2 separate regions of the Mus musculus genome follow, and region 2 is linked to region 1. The links are chromatin contacts, called in public Hi-C maps. All regions are on one chromosome and are shown on one strand. Each heading gives the region's core, a stretch centred on a gene start, on an enhancer-like site or on the middle of the called end of the contact. The rest is flanking DNA. Distances are from core to core; before and after follow the strand shown. Region 1 has its middle 300 kb from the start of Gm36251. Region 2 has its middle 100 kb from the start of Gm36251.

Region 1 (4,658 bases), core at 1,229-3,728:
TCATGTAGACTCTCTTGCAACAGGATTCTAGGTTGGATCAATTTAACAGTTAAAATTAACCACCACAAAACTCAATTCTAGAATATGGTCAGAGTCCAGGGTTGGGAGGGCTTGACAGGACAGAAATCTCAGAGAACAGCAGTTGAAACAGGAAAGGCAATGGATCCCACTGGGGACTTGTGCGATGCAGAAGAGTAAGAAGCACCATCCTGCCGTATGGATTGTGATCCCTTCCAAAGGATCATTGCCCAGATTGTAAGTTACACGTGGATTGCCTGGTGTTGTGTCCCCACTATTCCTGGGGAAAAATGATAAGTAACCCAGGTAAGTAACTGGCAATGGAACAAAGCATGGATGCCACTGAAGTCCAACTTAGTGCACCAGCGAGCTTTATTGGGCTTACTAATGACTCAGAAATGACTCAGAGACAGCTGCATCACCAAGGTCACTCTGCATGGGTGGTGACAGCTCATGAAAGCTGGAAACACAGAGTGTACTATAAAACCTGTAGGCAGCTCAACGGTTCAAAAAGTATCTTTTCCTGGTAGCTCAGTCGGTCCTAACCTCTTCCAGGCACCTTGGCTGATCTCTGTTTTTTTTTTTTTTTTTTTTTTTTTCAGGCAGTTCATCTGATGTCTGCTTTTGCCAGGCAGCTTGGCATGTCTGGGTACCAGTCTCTATGTTTTTCAGGCAGGTTGGCTGGTCTTAGGGTGTCTCCCAACAGTTCTCACTGCTGGTATTCACTTAGGGAGGGAAACGCTTGCTTAGTGAATCTGCTCAGATTCGAAGACATCCTGGATCCTTAGAGTTAACAGCTAAGCATATGGATCTTCTCTGCAGGAGGAAAGGTTTCCCTTCTCTTTATAACAGCCTTTGCCTCAACATTTGACAAATGAGCTTCCCCCTCAGGATGACAGGCTATATCTTCATGGAGCGCACTGTGCAGTGCTTGGAGACATTGTAAGAATATAGATTCAAGTTCAGGTCTTAGGTAACTCTGACCCTGGTGATCCAGAATCCACACTTAAAGAGTTAAGACCCTAAACTCTGTTATGTTAAGGTAGTGATTACCTTGCCAAGCTCTGAAGTTCATGGAAGTGAACCAGGTGACATTGCTGCTATTACTTGTCTCACACTGGGAGAGACAAAAGGGATGCCCTTCTTCTTTTCTTTTCTGTTCAGTACCTCTCAGCATAGTCTCCTCACTATGTTCCAGAACATTCTGAGATGTGTCTTCTTTTCTTTCTGTTCTCACAAGTTTTCATTCATCTTGTGATATTGTGAAATCCTTGAAGGAAAAAAAAATATGTTGCCTGTTCATCTTGGAATAGTCAATAATTAATTGGCGACTTAAATTAAAATAAATTTGATTTTGAGGCATTTACCATCTTTTGACCTATATACTCTATTTCTAGAAGCTTTGGCACTGCATGGGATATCAGTATAAGCCAAATGTTTGATCCCAGTATAAGCTCATGGTTTGATGCCAGCACTGAAGAAACACAGACTTGTACATGTCTGTGAACACAAGGCCATCCTGGCCTACAAGGTGAATTGAAAGCCATACTTGCAGAGAAGGAGGCTGCTAAAATTGTGTCTGCAGTTAAGAAACAGAGAACAATCAGGAAGTCACTGTAAGCACTAAAACCCTAAGCTCCATTCCTGTTGCTCACTTCTTCCAGTAAGCCTTACATTCTCCAGATTTCACACCCTCCCCCACACCTCCACAGCCTGGGCATCATGTGGTTAAAAGCATGAGCCTGTGGAGGACCATTTCACACCTCAGAATCACAGCAGAACTGAATAGCCCATTGCCTTGATAATTATTACGTAAATTGAATAATTGGTTCCTAAGGTTTTCCTTTTCTTTAAACTTAACTTAAGGTGTTTGTATTTTAAAATCACTGAGTATCACAAGTATTGTGTTCAGGAGTTATCCCTTTTTCAGACATTAAGGTCATTGGAAGGTCAGAAAAACATGTTAGCTTCACTTAGGAAATGATGGATAAGAGTCATGAGAGCGGAAACCCGAGAGTCAGTGGACATTTAAGATGTGATTTTTTTTTTTTTAAATCCTTGCTTCTTGGTGCCTTCTTTAGGCCAGAGGCTGCAGCAGCATCTAAGAACTGTTACAGATGCATATCTCAGGCTTAACCCCTGAGCTTTTCATCTGGAACCTGCATTTTGACAGGATGGTCCTAATGTTAAATTTAAGAAATACTGGATGAAGGGAGAATAGGTGTCAACTAGACCTACAGCTGACTTTGGGCTTCTTTCTTGCATTCGTTAAGGGGTGTCTGGTTTCTGGCAGGATGGAGGCAGATGCTCCTCACAGACAGAACTCCATCACGACCAGATACCTGGACCACAGCAGAGCTCTGTCATCTGGTAACAGCCTTCTTCACAGCAGGAGTGAGGATCTCAAAGAGTCCCAGCTCTGGGTCGAAGGAATGGTATTCTGAATGAGATGGCGAGGCTTCAGCTGTTAACCAGCAGGAGGCTGCTGCTTCTTGACAGCATGAAGGGCATCCTGGGTCCACCTGACTGTCTGTCTGGGAGCCACTTGTCACATAAGAGCAGAAAGGAGAGTCGCTGAGAGTCACTGCCAGGACTTAGTTGGCATTACCTTCTCATCTATAATCATTGGGATCCTCTGAGTGAGGTGTGGGGTTAGAGCTGCCGGTAATCACGTGCCCTGTTATCTCCCCCCCCCCACCCGAGAACGAGGATTGTGAGCCTGAAGTTAACCATAACAGTGGCCTCTGACTTGTGAAAGATAAGGTAGTTGGCAGAATGTGCTATTTGAGTCTTGGGAGTCTAAAGAAGAATCAGTGAGGGAAAAATGGATATTATTTTGTTTTTTTTTTTTAAAGCACTATGATCCTGGTCTTTCTATTTTAAGAATAAAAATGGCAGAACCCAGTCCTAACTGACATCCCTTCATACTCCTTCAGAAATCACTAAAAAGACTTAATATTCTCTTAGTCTCTCAGTGCCTTATTATGTACAGTTTTCATTCATCTTACCATTCATTTGACAAATATTAGTGGAGCAATAGATATTCAGTCACTGATGGCCAAGGAAATCCATATGAATTGGCAGAGTGATTTCCCTTGAGGCTATACTATGTTCAGTAATGGTGATAGACATATCAAGAGACAACACATTGTCGTCAGAGCTCCATACATACTCCCTAATGTGTGCACAGGTGGCTATGCAACCTAATGTGTGCATAGCTAAAACTGATAATAATGTGGCAGTGGCATTGGGACTGCTAACACACATTCACATTTTTTTAACATGTCAGGAACTGTGTCAAGTACCTGCTACTACTCAACTCATTTGGTTTTTATGATCCTCCTATGAAATAATTATTACTATTCAGATTCTCTAGGGTAGAAGCATAACATGACCACGTACTTTATGAACAATCAAGTTCAGTCAAGTACATATACAATCAAGGACAGCGCAGGAAAGCTTCAAACCTAATACAATTGTGTTTGGAGCAGAGCCTAGAGATATAAAACTAAATGCGCTAATTCCATCCGAATGAGTGTTTATGAGAGGAATGCTGGTTCAGGATTGGCACTGGATATAGGAAGAAATGAAGGGTCTGTTTCTTTTATCAAGAACTCAACACCAATAAGGAATAAACAGACATGCATGCTTGTGTGTGTGTGTAAACTTCTAATACAAAATATTAAGGGAGTAAAGTGAAGGAATAATGAACTATATTGAGATGTGATGAAATATATCTATTGAGTTGTGCCAGGACTAAGTTAAATTCTGGTTAATGAATAAGAACAGACCAAAGAACCAAGAGAAATGATATTTCAAGCAGAGGGGGAAAATGATGTAAAGCACAAAGTCATGGTCAAGAATATATAGGAGATTTTTTTTTCTCACAGTGTTGCTAAATATCCTCCCTATGTCAGAGCTGCAGGACTGGTGGTCACACCTGTAAATGGAGCACTTCTGAGAAAGCTCTGGAAAGATGAGACATTCAAGATCATTGTTGATTAAACAGTGACTATTCTCTGAGATGATGCAGTGGGTGAGCCAGCTTGAGCTATGTGAGACTCTGTCAGGAGAGAGGGAAGGGGAGGGAAGAAGAGAAAGGAGAGGAAGAGGGAAGAAGGGACGGAGGGGGACAAAGAGGATACACCTTTCACACGTTTTACACAAGCTATGAAATAATTAAAATGTTGAAATCTGTAGGAAAGGTGACCATCCCTCTTCATGTCACCTGTATGAAGACAGAATCTAGAAAGGACTTGCTAGGAAAATATTTTCCTCACCTCTTCAATTTCTGGACCCTAGAAAATTGTAGTGAAATGTGAAAAGATAATATGCACAGAGAGCAGAAGAGAATGGTTGGAAGCCTAGGACAATGTGTTCATACGAAGACAGTAAATGTGTTAAATAGCAGAACCTGCTGATGCAGAGTGGAAGAAGGCCCAGTGTGACAGAGTCTAGAGTCACCCAGGAGGTAGGCTTCTGAGCATGTCGGTGGGGGATAATCTATGTTGCATTGTGGTGGGAAGAGATGTCCACTATGGGTGGTACCATCCCCTGGCTGGGATCCTGGGCTATGTCAGTGAGAAGGGAACTGAACAGTAGCACGCATCATTTTTTGCCTCCTGACTGTGGACATGGTA
Region 2 (4,658 bases), core at 772-3,271, 190 kb before region 1:
TGGTACATAGCATGGTAGAGAGACTTCCAGAAATAGTTTGGCTACATATCAAGTTGCCTCATTACAGCAATTTCGCCAAAGAGTATGAAGGAAGAGCCACTTAAGTTTATGAGCCACATGACTATTACTAGTGGGTGTATGATAAAGTAGTAGTATCAAATAAACAGGAATAAATAAGAAACTAAAATAAATTAGTATGTTTTATGATGAGCTAGATTTCAGAGACTTAATTAAAATAGTCTCCCTTATAGCAACTATTTAAGACATTAGTATGTGCTTAGATATATGTTCAGTGTTATGGTTTGTATAGCCCAGGGAGTGTCACTATTAGAAAGTGTTGGAGTAGGTGTGTCACTGTGGATGTGGGCTTTAAGACCCTCATTCTAGCTGACTGGAAGCCAGTATCCTGCCATCAGCCTTCACATGAAGATGTAGACTTCTCAGATCCTCCTGCACCATGATGCCTGGATGCTGCCATGTTCTTGCCTTGATGATAATGGAGTGAACCTCTGACCCTGTAAGCCAGCCCCAATTAAATGTTGTCCTTATGAGAGCTGCCTTGGTCATAGTGTCTGTTCACAACAGTAAAACTTTAAGACATTCACCAATAAAGAAATGAACATAAAATATTCCATAATCAGAAATTTTTTTTATGTGTTCGTGTTTGTGGTGTGCATGCATGTATGTGCACATTCACTAGTGTGTATTTGGGTCTGTATGCATATGTGTGCACTTGTGTGTGGAATACAGAAATTGAAATGTAGTTTCTTCTTCTATTTCTTTCTACATAGCTTAGTGAGGCAACGTTTCTCAGCTAGCCCAGAGCTCACCACTTCTGGCTAGTCTAACTAGACAGCTTGCCTTGGGGATCTCCTGTTTCTACTTCTGGAGCGAACACGCAAAGCCTCGGTGCCTGCTCAGCCTTTATGTTGGTTCTGGTCACCTGAATTCCACTTCTCTTCTTGCAAAGCAAGTGTGCTAACCACTGGGCAACTCTTGTTGCCCACAGCTGGGTAAAATTATGTACATAGGTTACGAAAGGAAATACCTTTAATCAGTGGGAGGAGAGAAATTTTATTTTTCTCCCTTTGATTGTTTTTGGAATGTTTTCCATCGAACATCTTTTACTTAGTAGGAAAATTCACTGAACCAAACAGCCTGGAGTCTTCAGTGTCCCTGTGACCAGGGTCATCTGATGCTTTTCTTTTTTAGTGCCGGCTTCCTGCAGGAAACACAGGGACTGTTTTAGATGGACAGCTTTATTCTCCTCTGAAGGGTCCCTGGTGGTATCTGTTCTCACAGAGAGAAAGTTTAAAGGTTTATTTCAGAAAAGACTCTTGTCATCTATCCAGTTGGGCACTTAAATTGATTCTTGGCTTTATTTCCAGGACGGAGCAGACATTTTCCTCCGAGATTTCCTCCGTTTATGCTCAGAAGCTGCTGGTATGAGCAGATGGTCCCAGGGATGCAGGCAGTAATTTGCTGCCCTAAACTGATCCTCACGGAGTGGCGCCCACTGTTGCATTCACTGCCTGTTTTTCAAGCTGACCATGATCCCTCCCACACATCCATGACCCCCCCCCCCCGGCCCAACCCTGGTCTTCCCTAAACATTTCCTGTACTTTAAATTATATGGGCCTAAGACAGAATATCTGTGCATATCTCATAGAGATAATGTTCAGCTTTTACTAAAAGGAACAAACATTTCAAAGTCAGAAAATTCTATTCTTGTATTCTTTCTTTCTGTTGGTTGGCTTATTTTACATTTGTTTATTGCGTGTGTATGAATGTTTTTCCTGCATGTATGTTTGTGAACTCTGTGTGTGGGGGCCAGAAGAGGGCGTCAGATATCCTGGAACTGGAATTGTGGACAGTTGTGAGTTGCCGTCTGGGTGCTGGGAAGAGAACTTCTGCAAGAGCAATATGCACTTTTGACTGCTGACCCTGCCCCCCTTAGCCCTCAGTGGTGTTTTAAATTAATTTTTGGTATACACGGTTTTTCTTTGGTTCATGTGGTTCTCACTGATCTGTCTCATACTTTCCCCATTCCTCTTTCTGTTGTCACCATGAGTCAGTTCTCTGAGACCTTAGTCTGTTGCATTTCCGGACTAAAAGTTCTGCTTGTCTCTATTTCATGTCCTTTCCCCACCTCAGATTTTCTAACTCCTATTTTCTGAAGAATTTATGACATTTACATAGGAATATTTTTTATACTAGCTTATCTGCTGCCTTTGTCCAAAAATCTCAGCATCTTAGTCATTTTCCTGTTGTTCTTTGCTAGAATGACTTTTCCAAACAGTTTTTTTAAATTGTTTTTAATTCTTCTTACACTTCCCACAAGCATTCTGAATCATATTTCAGACCCTTTGAAAATTACAACATGAAATTGAGTCTGATTTAATTTCTATAAAGACAATTGTTTTGTATGTAAAATATTTTATATGTTCCTTGAGAATCCCATGCCTGTGTATAATATATTTTAAACATATCTCTTCCCCAGCATGCCATGTAGCTCCTCTCTGAGCCTTCACATCCCCTCCCTCATGTCCTTGAAAACAAAAACACCCACTGGGTCTAATTAGAGCTGTTCCTGCACGGTTGGGTGTTAGGCCACCCAGTGATGAACAGGCCACTTATCAGGGATCACACTCCTGACAAACAAGTAACTTACCTAGTTGACTTCAAACCACAAATTCAGAACAACCTTCTGTAAGGACAATGTCAGTATTAGGTCCCTCTATGAAGGCTAAGCAGAGCTCATTGGGTCTGCTCAGGTCTGTGTTCCTAGTCGCCAGTTTAGAAGTTAACTAGCAGTCAGTATCGTGATATAATTTTTAACATCTGTGGGTTCTGTATTTGCTTTTTGTGGCCGTGACAAGCACGTGAGAAAGGCAGACTCAATTTCATACTTTTCCAAGTGTCTGGAAATTACAAACATTAATTATCCCCCAAACCTCATGAGTCAATAACCTCACCATAACTGGATCCATCAGTTGGGGATCAAGACTTCAACACATGAGCTTTTGGGAACATCGCATGGAATCTTTACAGTTTATTTCTCAGAAGTCCTACCTTATGGTATAGCTTGATAGGAGCACAAGGTTCTGAGCACCCTGTTTTCTTTCCTAATCCCTGCCATGTTGAATCTTTTTGGTGGCTCCTAACTCGGGGACTCTCTTATTCAGTCTTATAGCCATAAGTAGAAGTTACAGTTGGACCATGGTCACGTCTCTCCTGTGACTTTAGTTGCTCCTGTGACCAGGAAGAGAGAGGCCAGAGAGACAGAAGAGCACAGCACTGGCCTGCCTTATCTGGACATCCACACTCCTGTTGCAGAGACTCTATCCTTTCCCCTCAGAGTCTTGGATGCTTTCTTTCCCATGCTCAAGCCTGGGTGGCAAACCCTACATGGTACAATGGCACTTCTGCAGCAATGTGAGTCAAGTTTGTTTTAGGTAAACCCAATTTCTCTCTCATCCTTCTCTCTCTCATTCTCTCATTCTCTCTTTCTCTCATTCTTTCATCCTCCCATCCTCCCATCCTCCCATCCTCCCTCTCCCTCTCCCCCCTCTCCCTCTCCCTCTCCCTCTCCTCCCTCTCCCTCTCCTCCCTCTCCCTCTCCCTCTCACTCTCCCTCTCCCTCCCTCTCCCCCTTCCCCCCCCTCTCTCTAATACACTCACACACACACATCTCTTGGTAATTAGATCTTTTTAAAAAGGTATTTGTGGTGGTTTGAGTGAAAATGGCCCCCATAGCTGCAAATAGTTACATGTCTAGTGCTCAGTTGATGAATTGTTTGGGGAGGATTTGGAGGTGTAGCCTTGTTGGAGGAAGTGTGTCAGTGGGGGTGGACATTGAGGTTTCGCAAACCCATGTCATTTCCAGTTAGTTCTTTCTCTGCCTCATGCTTATAGATCAGGTTGTAAAGTGCTTAGCTTCTGCTGCAGAACCATGCCTGCCTGCCACCCAACTCCCTGCCATAATGAATGGACTAACCCCCTGAAACTGTAAGCAAGCCCCAATTAAATTCTTCTTTTTGTAAGCATTGCCTTGGTCTTGGTATCTCCTCATAGCAATAAAGCAGAGGCTAAAGCAGGGTATCCTAGTTTATGATAACAGCTTCTGGGCACTGTCTTAGTCAGTGTCCTGTTGCTGAGAAGAGACATCATGACCAAGGCAGCTCTTATAAAAGGAAGCATTTAACTAGGGCTGGCTTACAGTTTCAGAAGGTCAGTCCTATGTAGTCATGGCAGACAGCATGGCAGCATGTAGGCAAAGTAGATGAGTTCTACAGGATCTGCAGGCAGCAAGAAAAGAGAGCCATTGAGCCTGGCTTGTGGTTCTGAAAATCTTAGAACCCATCCCCAGTGATATTCTTCCTCCAACAAGGACACACCTCCTAATCCTTTCAAATAGTGCCACTCCCTGGTGACCATGTATTCAAATCTATGAGCATACAGAGGTGAGGTGGGGCATTCTCATTAAAACACCACAGGTATTAACACCATTTGAGATCTGTAAGACCAAAGCTCCTTGAGGCATAACTGGTTCCTTATTTAAGACACAGAGGCAGAGAACCAATCTAACAAACTTCTTACTCACGTGACTTCTCTCACAGCACTGCCTTTATCTGCTTTTCTCTACTGAAGGATTGAAG

The links. Hi-C and Micro-C count contacts between places; a contact is called where the count stands out from the background.
Region 2: a contact with region 1 is called in a Hi-C map of cerebellum, with 1.6 times the contacts expected there. The contact joins two enhancer-like sites. A contact is called at or near these places in 8 of 484 Hi-C or Micro-C datasets (cerebellar granule neurons, cerebellum, cerebral cortex and 2 more) and 1 of 115 datasets of contacts at active chromatin or transcription factors (embryonic fibroblasts).

What each region holds. Positions count from the first base shown.
Region 1 is chr9:112,824,586-112,829,243 of GRCm38.p6, reverse strand. No RefSeq gene overlaps it. Among named protein-coding and RNA genes, the nearest start is that of Gm36251, 300 kb to the left of the region's middle. Within about 2 kb of position 2,478, at least 7 of the 459 cell types and tissues checked have an H3K27ac peak or open chromatin away from gene starts, as enhancers often do. A contact at or near this core is called in cerebellar granule neurons and cerebellum, where this site is marked.
Region 2 is chr9:113,016,479-113,021,136 of GRCm38.p6, reverse strand. No RefSeq gene overlaps it. Among named protein-coding and RNA genes, the nearest start is that of Gm36251, 100 kb to the left of the region's middle. Within about 2 kb of position 2,021, at least 14 of the 459 cell types and tissues checked have an H3K27ac peak or open chromatin away from gene starts, as enhancers often do. A contact at or near this core is called in cerebellar granule neurons and cerebellum, where this site is marked.